3 separate regions of the Ovis aries genome follow, and regions 1 and 3 are each linked to region 2. A link is a contact called in public Hi-C data. All regions are on one chromosome and are shown on one strand. Each heading gives the region's core, a stretch centred on a gene start, on an enhancer-like site or on the middle of the called end of the contact. The rest is flanking DNA. Distances are from core to core; before and after follow the strand shown. Region 1 holds the start of LOC121819183. Region 2 overlaps PPM1H (protein phosphatase, Mg2+/Mn2+ dependent 1H). Region 3 has its middle 27 kb from the start of MIRLET7I.

Evidence for each region. Hi-C and Micro-C count contacts between places; a contact is called where the count stands out from the background.
Region 1: a Hi-C map of tail adipose tissue shows a contact between it and region 2, with 5 times the contacts expected there. The contact joins the promoter of LOC121819183 here to the enhancer-like site in region 2. A contact is called at or near these places in 5 of 16 Hi-C or Micro-C datasets (hypothalamus, liver, muscle and 2 more).
Region 3: a contact with region 2 is called in a Hi-C map of tail adipose tissue, with 2.2 times the contacts expected there. The contact joins two enhancer-like sites. A contact is called at or near these places in 3 of 16 Hi-C or Micro-C datasets (liver, skin fibroblasts and tail adipose tissue).

The regions. Positions count from the first base shown.
Region 1 is chr3:157,106,548-157,109,247 of ARS-UI_Ramb_v3.0, reverse strand. LOC121819183 reads left to right here and starts at 1,292. Exons shown (of 2, transcript XM_060413671.1): 1 at 1,292-1,297; 2 at 1,345-2,700. The coding sequence starts at 1,292. The coding sequence ends at 2,553. It overlaps MIRLET7I (microRNA let-7i), which reads left to right and starts at 2,221; the gene lies at 2,221-2,304.
Region 2 is chr3:156,916,185-156,918,884 of ARS-UI_Ramb_v3.0, reverse strand. All of the region lies in intron 4 of PPM1H (protein phosphatase, Mg2+/Mn2+ dependent 1H), which reads right to left. Among named protein-coding and RNA genes, the nearest start is that of PPM1H, 150 kb to the right of the region's middle. Within about 2 kb of position 1,259, at least 3 of the 54 cell types and tissues checked have an H3K27ac peak or open chromatin away from gene starts, as enhancers often do. A contact at or near this core is called in tail adipose tissue, where this site is marked.
Region 3 is chr3:157,078,468-157,081,167 of ARS-UI_Ramb_v3.0, reverse strand. No RefSeq gene overlaps it. Among named protein-coding and RNA genes, the nearest start is that of MIRLET7I, 27 kb to the left of the region's middle. Within about 2 kb of position 1,342, at least 37 of the 54 cell types and tissues checked have an H3K27ac peak or open chromatin away from gene starts, as enhancers often do. A contact at or near this core is called in tail adipose tissue, where this site is marked.

The DNA of each region.
Region 1 (2,700 bases), core at 43-2,542, 190 kb before region 2:
ACAGGAGTTGGATCCCTGATCTGGGAAGATCCCACATGCTAGGGGAACAAGCAAGCCCCGAGGTGACAACCACTCTGCGCTCTACAGGCGGGCAGCACCAACCATTGAGACCACCTGCGGGGATTACTGAAGCCCGTATGCCCTAGAGCCTGGATTCTGCTACAAGAGAAGCCACAATGAGGCCAGGCATGGCAACTAGAGAGTAACCCCTGGCCCCTGCAACTAGCGAAAAGCCCGCGCAGCAATAAAAGACGCAGCATAGTCAAAAAAATTTTTTTAAACTGTGTCCCATTACCAATACTAAATAGAATAGAAATGAAAAGCCAGTATTATGTAATCTTTTACTTGCAAAGAGATTCTCTGGCTGAGAGGTTATCAAGGTTACATTGTGCTGCTTTAAAGGTAAAGAATACCTATTGTTCCCAAAAGCAGTTATGCATGGATGTCCCTTGTGTGTGGTTTGGAGTCTGGACCTTAGCCCTCTGCCTCTCATGAAGGGATCAAAGCCTGCGCAGAAGCAGTCTCAAGTCTGAACACACTCAGTTCCCCCATTCCTTATTTTTCTTATGTGGTCTGGATTTTCAGGAGGGTGATGACTAACAGTATTGCCAGATTTACGTAAAAGTACAGGACACTAGCTATATTCCAAGTTCAAACATTTTTAGTATAGGGGACATACATATACTAAAAAATAATTCGTTTATCCGAAACTCGAATTAGACGTTCTGTGAATCTTAATTGGCAGCCCCTGCCTGCTTTTTCTTCACACCGATTTAACTTCACAAAAGTCTCAAAATGGGAGGCAAAAAGAAACTCGCCTGGCCCCAAAGCAGATGGAGCTCAGGGTAGTAGGCCTTTTCCCAAACTTGGCCTTAAAAAAAAAAAAAACCCACCCACAAGTCTCAGGAGCCTGCGCATTAAAGCGGGCAGTGCAGCAGCTTTCCCGCCGGTTTTCTGCGGAATGTGGCGCAGCGGCCACGCCGCGGGGTGGAGCGCATGTTGCGGTGTCCTTGCTAGATGCGAAAGGAGGTGCCAGAAACTTTAAACCTCAGCCAGAGTACAACGTGTCCACTTAGACGGCGGTAAGTGCCGCCATTTTCTTTGCGGACAAACACCGGGAGAAGTTAGCGGCTCCACTTTTGCCCCGTTAAGCGGCGTGGGGAGCGCAGCCCGCGCCCTCAGCACTTTGGTGACGTGGAATCCGGGTTCCCCCTTTGGGGGCTGATTTCTAGTGACACGTCGAATTTTGCCAAGGCGGGGAAAGGGACGCCGCTTCTGTCCCGGATGTAAGATGGCGGCGCGGGGGGGTGCGGCCTAGCGGGGCGGTCACGTGGTGGGGAGTAGCGCGCGAGCCTCCTTAAGTGGTCTCTATGGTTCGACCGACTCACTGGAGCAGCGGAGCGCGAGACGGGGCGTGTGTCCGTGGGCGCCGGGCTCTCGCCGCTGCCACCCATCCCGCAGCCCGGCCCGGTTTCAGTTTTACGGGGTTTTTGTTTGTTTTCTTCTCGCCTCCTGCAGAGGGGCACGGGATTTCCCCGAAGGGTACTGAGGAGCGGGTGGCCTGGGGACTTCCGGGCTGTGCCTGGGTTTTCTGGCCGCGGCGCCGGAGCCGCTGTCCGCCTCCGCAGGAAGCGCCCCGGGCGTTCTACCGAGCGGAGAGCCGGCCCCGCGCGCGTGTGCCGAGAGCGCGGCGCCCGTGGGCCCCAGCCGCCACCCAGCCCCCACCGCGGGGCGGGGAGGGGCGCGGGCGGTACGTCCCGGAGACGTGGCGGGAGCGCGGTGGAGACGGCTCGGAGCTCGCGACGGGCGAAGCGCGGGAGCGCTGCTCGCTGCCTCACTGGAATGGTCCGGGTCCCGCAGGCGCCGGCTGCGCTTTTGCCGCCCATTTCCTGCTGTCGAGCGGCCTGGGGGACGGCGTCCCCTCGGGGCGGCAGAGGGAGCGGCTGCCTGGGACAGGACCTCTGGGCACCTTTTCTCTCCAGAGCGCTCGGTTACGTAGAGGACCCTGGCTCGGCCTCCCCCGGGCGCCGGCGCCGCGAAGATGCCGGGAGCTCCCGGGGTGCGGCCGAGCGGCGCGGCGCTGGGCGGGGTCTGCAGGCGCGGCGCGGCGAAGAGCAGGGGCGCGGGGTCGGCGGCGGCGGCGGCGGAGGAACGACGGAGGAGCACCGGAGTCGCTTCGCTCGCCTCAGCGTGGTCCGGTGCCTCCCCGACACCATGGCCCTGGCTGAGGTAGTAGTTTGTGCTGTTGGTCGGGTTGTGACATTGCCCGCTGTGGAGATAACTGCGCAAGCTACTGCCTTGCTAGTGCTGGTGATGCTCAGCGCCGCGGAGGACAATGGCTGGGAATCCCCTTTGTTTTCCGGGGCGCGGGGGCAGCCCGCGGAGCCCCGGCCTCAGCGACCGCCACGGAAACCGTTAGTTGTATGGTTTCCCGGAGGGAGGAAGGAATTGCGGGGACGGGGGCGGACAGGGACTTTTGTAAAGCTGGGGGAAGACCTAAATCTCTGGATCCGCTATTTGCTTTTGAAGGAAGGAATGAAATTGAGTAATTGACACGGATAACTTTACCATCCTAAATAATTTGAACGCTTCTTTCAGTAGTTGATGCACGATTTAGTTAGTGCGTATTTTGCGCACTTCATTCTTTATGAATCGGATTTGCGTGAGGTACCTCGTGCAGAACCGGCATAGGGGGTAGAA
Region 2 (2,700 bases), core at 10-2,509:
ATTGTTTATACTAGAGCTGAAAATACACAAATAAGTGTCATATTAGCTATATTTGGACAGTGGCTGCAATACCAACTCATATTGCTCTTAGGGTTCTATGTGACCTACAGCCCATAAGCGAACAGCAAACCCAACCAGCCATCAGCCATAGAACTCCAAATTCATATCTGGGTACTGGGGCCAGAATACTACAAGTGTAATTAAGCTGACTAGGTTTTAAAGATGCTATTTTCTCATAAGATAATTTGTGTGTTTGGGGGTCAGTGCTTTACAGCTTTCATACAGATAAAAGTACCTGTGAAACTTTTCAAATTATTGGGAATAACCTGTAAAACACCATACTTTTATGGACGCTTAGAAACAGTCATTTGAAAATTTAAAAAACGGACTCCAAGAAAGATGAACCAACCGAAACAGCCTTTGGGGCTTTGCTTTCCCCAAGTGCCACTCCTCACTGTGCCATCTTGAGAATGCCAGAAGTGTTAGAAATCAACATTTGGTCCAACAGCACCATTTTTAGAGATGAGGAACTCAAGCTCTGGGTCTAGGAACTGGCACTTAAAAGTGGGGGGCAAAAGCCCAGGGGAAGAGGTGGGATTGCCTGGTCCTGGACAGAGGATGGAGCATCTGGGAACCAGGGCTGAAGCTCTGGCTGGTCGGGAGGGGGTGGGGTGGGGTGGGGAGCTCAGGGAGGGGGCTCCACCAAGGAGTTCAGAGCTTCAAAGGAAACTACATTCAAAAGTGAGAACAGGGAGTTGGGGAGGCCCTGCTTCTCTGAAAAGCACAATCCAACATAAAGCTATCCTGGGCATGGAAGCTGGGTTACCTTCCGAGTCTGGGGTCCGCTGATGAAAGATGCTTCCCTGGGAAGAGGGGATGGGAACACAGCACTCAGTCACCAGCACCTGCGTCACTGGAAGGGCCAGGAAGGCAAATTCATTTCTAACAACACGGAACTAAATCCAGACCAAAAAACGGTGAATACAAGTGCAAAAGCTGAATCATCAGTGCAGTTTTACTCAGAACAGAAAGAAATCGTTCCGTGATCTCCCCGTCTCTCTCCAACAAGCTCAAGATCCAGAACAGAATAAGGGCTCAGCGCCAGCTCCTTCGTGTGCATCTTAAAAGGCCCCAGAGATGAGGATTCCTATTTTTAAGATACTCCAGCCCTGGGGAAGGCAAAGAAGAGCAGGAGATGCACTGGTGATTTTCCACTCGCCCCCACCCTGGAGCTGTGGCTCCCGCCTGTGTCTGTGCCCTGGCTGACTAAGCTCTCTGACCCGAGTTCCCTGGGCCCCTTGTCACGTGGCTTCCAGTTGGGCTCATCCAACGGGAGGCCCTGGCAGGAGAAAGGGGACAGGAAGAAGGAGAAAGTCAGGGGCTTCCTCTCACTCTTTCCTGCGGCCCCTGCCCAGGGGCCTTCATCAGCGGCCCCTCTCCCAGCTCCACTGTAGCATTTCTTCCCTGGACCCTGTAGGTCCAGCGGGGTCAATGCCTTCCTGAGCTGAAATGCTCCTAGCCGGTCCCCTTCCTCTCCTTCAGTCAGTTGATCCACATGAGTTGAAGTCTATCTCCTCCTAGGACCACTTAGGGAATAGAAGCCGTGAGATGAACATGGCATCTTATATTCACTTCCATTTACCTGGAAAAATTTTACATTGAAACTGAGATATCTTACGGAGCAGAAAAGAAATTCACATAAGCCTTAAACATAAACAGATCTTCAAAAAACATCAATGTTCAAATCCCCCAAACTGCTGTCTTGGCAGGTCACTCTCCTTTGGTCTCCACAATCTTCAGTGGGAAGACTGGGTGAAGATGCTTAACTAGGGTGACCGGAGACGCCCTCAGGCTCTCCTGCTCTGGAATTCCTGGAATTCTGGTAATCTCCTGGAATTCCTTGATTGCCTGAAGGAGGCTGTCTTCCCTACAACCTGATGGAAACAGGGAAGGCGAGGGGTGGAGACTGATCTCAAGGAGAGCCAGACCAAGCAGCAAAGCTGAGAAGAGGCAAGTGGCCCAGAGGAAGGGGCTGGAGGAAAGACAGCATCCTTAGACCACAGCCCGAGTGGGGAAATCACCCATCGTCTCAGGACTCATGATTAGCGTCCAGGCCTTTGACTGCTTTCAGAATCAGGAGTCAGCCTTTAGCAAAAAGTCCTACTAGAAAGCCAACATATTTTGTTACTTAAGGGGGCGGACGTGTGTAATACATATTAGAGGGCTTTTCACAGGGTCTATAATTTAGTATAGACTAAATAACCGATGTTGCTGAACCTAAAGTGAGCACATACCAGTTATTTAAAAGAAGATTAGGGGGCTCCCCTGGTGGTCCAGTGGCTAAGACTTTGCGTTTCCAATGCAGGGGGTCCAGATAATGATCCCTGTTCAGGGGAGTAAGATCCCACATGCTGCAACTAAGACCCGGCACGGCCAAGTCAATAAACACAGATGCTTTCTAAGTGGTGGTTAGAACATGAGTCCAGGGCTTCCCTGCTGGCTCAGTGACGAAGAGTCCGCCTGCCAGTGCAGGAGAGATGAGTTTGATCCTTGAACCGGGAAGATTCCACATGCCTCGGAGCAACTAAACCTGTGCGCCACAACTCTCGAGCCTGTGCCCCAGAGCCGTGGAGCAGGAGCTTCTGAGCCCGCGTCCCGTAGAGTCTGTGCTCCGCAGCAAGAGAAGCCCGCACGCTGCCG
Region 3 (2,700 bases), core at 93-2,592, 160 kb before region 2:
GCTCTGGAAGGCAACCCTTACCCTTCCGCTCCACTTGGCTCTTGTAATAGGACTAAATGGGCCACCTTCGTTTCTACTCAGGCAGCTCATCCCCAACTGGGCCAGCCCTACCTGGCAGGACTGCACTTGCTCACTTTGATAGGTGGCAGGACAGTTACTGGATGCCTTTTCGACCTGCTTCAAAGCTTCTTGTAACCTGGCAGTGAAGGAAATGCACAGCCTTCCAACTCAGTGACATTTAAGGCAACCACTCATTGGTCCAGGCAGCACAATAAATTGGTACTCAGCTGCTCCCAGTCTATTTTTCTGGTTAGAGCTATAAATAAAAGAAATGAGCGTGCCACTGCACGTGTGACACCAACTTGCCCCTCTCCCCAAGCAATCACGTCCTCGCCCTTGTTCTCTGGTTTGGTTCTGGTCCCCCAAAGGAACAGTATTAAGGATTGTATTTGGGGGTTGCCTAGCGCTATGTGTCTACATTTGAGTCCCACACACACAAATAAATACAGTAAATGAATATATATATTTGAATTGCGTATCCACCCCTACTGAACGGGTTATTCATTCATATGGAAATAGTTTGCACTAAATATAACTCCCCCAGTATTCTTATTTAGTCCCTCTTATTCAAGGGACTAAGTTGCATCACTCAAGGGTGACATTTAAATGACAGTTACTGCAGTAACACAGAGTAATGACCTTGTGAAGTGTGGTATATTGGTGTGCTTATTCAGTTAATACTAGTTGTGATGTCTGAAGAGAACTCAAAAGGCAAGAAATCGTTTTTTTTCCTACACAAATGATTGTGAAGTACAGCGTTTTTAGAAACATTTCCCCCGCCCCCCATGATACCTTCAAATTCCTTCTCTTCTAAGTAGTGTTGCTTCCTGCACCCCCCAACTCAAATATTAAAAATAAAAACAAAAAAATAATCTCCCTGCTCTTCCTCCCGTCCACCTCCCACGGCCTATACAAACAAAAAGGAAAAAAAAAGAATAAGGAAGCTGTCCAATCAAAAGATCCTTACCTTCTCAGACTAAATCACTTTAATCAGTATGCTAGCAAATTCTGTCAGACTCCCCGACTTTTTAAGCAGTACATTATCAGACTCCTAGACTTTTTAAGCAGTACATTATTTAAGTTTCCGCCAAAGCTAAACCTTTGCCAGGCCCCAACCCACTCTCCGTAGAGGCTGTTGCCAGGTTGACTTCCCTGTCTCAGTCAGGAGGCCGCTCCTCAGCTCCGCTGGAAATTAATAAGGCCAATCAGAAATGCACAAAGCCTGCCCAGCCAATCGTTCTCGTCCAAGCGTTTGCCATCTCCTCTGCGGTCAGATAAATCACGTTAAAGCTATTACACCAATGACCATAAATTAGGGGGCCTGGCGGTCCGTCCTCCGGAGGACAAGGCAGGCTAAGATGATTCCAGCGCGGGGGAGGAGAGGCGGCGCGTTACCTGCGGTTACAGCATCCCCGGGCCTCCCGAGGACCGGCGTCTGGACTGCGCCCAGCTGTGGCCACGGCGCTTCTCGGAGATGGTGCGATCCCCCAGGTGCGGGGGCTCCATCTGCGCCGCTCCGCCAGACTATTTACAGCCAAGGTTCGGCCGGTGATTGCTGGCATGGAAAACTCATTTCTCAGCCCGGATTTTTATTTACACTCTTACTAAGGAGCCTTCACTCACGTCGGAATGGCAGCGAGTGGCTTCGGCGAGCTTTGGCCCCGGGCCAGGCAGCCGATCTGGGGCGGGTGAGCCGCCTTCGCCGGCGACCTTCCGCCCAGAGCGCGCGATGGGCGCGGGGACAAAGGCGCCAGAAGCCGGGCTGCGAGAACCTCGGTGCCTCAGCACCCTGGAAAAGTTCGGTGGCTTTGTGACTGGATTTCCTTTGGCAGTGTTAGCCGGCTCCCCGCCCCCTTTCCTGCCACTCTCTTGGCAGACGTGGAACGTGAGGAAACAGGAGAGTGATGTGCTTTATTAACTCCATCCAAACCCCTAGGTCAAGATTCCGCCCTCCCCCAGGCCCTTTTCCACCCGCCCAAGCCTCCCCTGCCGGGTGTAGCCCACGCATCCAGCGGGGACGGACTGGCAGTGACTACTCCCGGGAGGGAAACTTCCTGGCTGTTCTTTTCGTTGGCGCCGCCTGAAACCCTGAGCAGGCGGGTGCGTGTGCACGTGTGCCTCCAAATCCTGAAAACCCGCCAGCAGCCTGGCACATCTGGGGCTCCCACCACGCAAATTCATGCCAGAGAGCAGTAAAGCCCAGGTCAACTGCTGGGAGACAATGGACTGTGCTCTTAAAGGCTGGCCAAGCCCGAGAGCTCGGTAAAATGACGGCCCGACTCTGGAGTCCTGTGCAAAGCCTAACACTTGAGGCCGGTGTTTCTTTTTTTCCTCCCTAAAATAGCAGGGGAAAGGGAGCAGTGTTGTTTGGTTTTGGGGGTGTTCAGTTTCTAGGAATTTCCCCTTAGCTATAGAAATGGTGATTGCTACTCCTCAGTGTTCTCAACCTCGGGAAGAATGGGTAATATCTGTATGTTCATTTCTCCTGCACATAGTTCCTCTGATTCTAACACTTTCTCCTTCTCTTCCTCTAATCCTCCTCCCATATGATAGCATCGCTGTTACCCCTTTCATCCCAGAAAAGAGCGGTGCTTCCCCTGCCCTCCTGACCCTAATTTCTGTCATTTCCCTCAGAAAGTC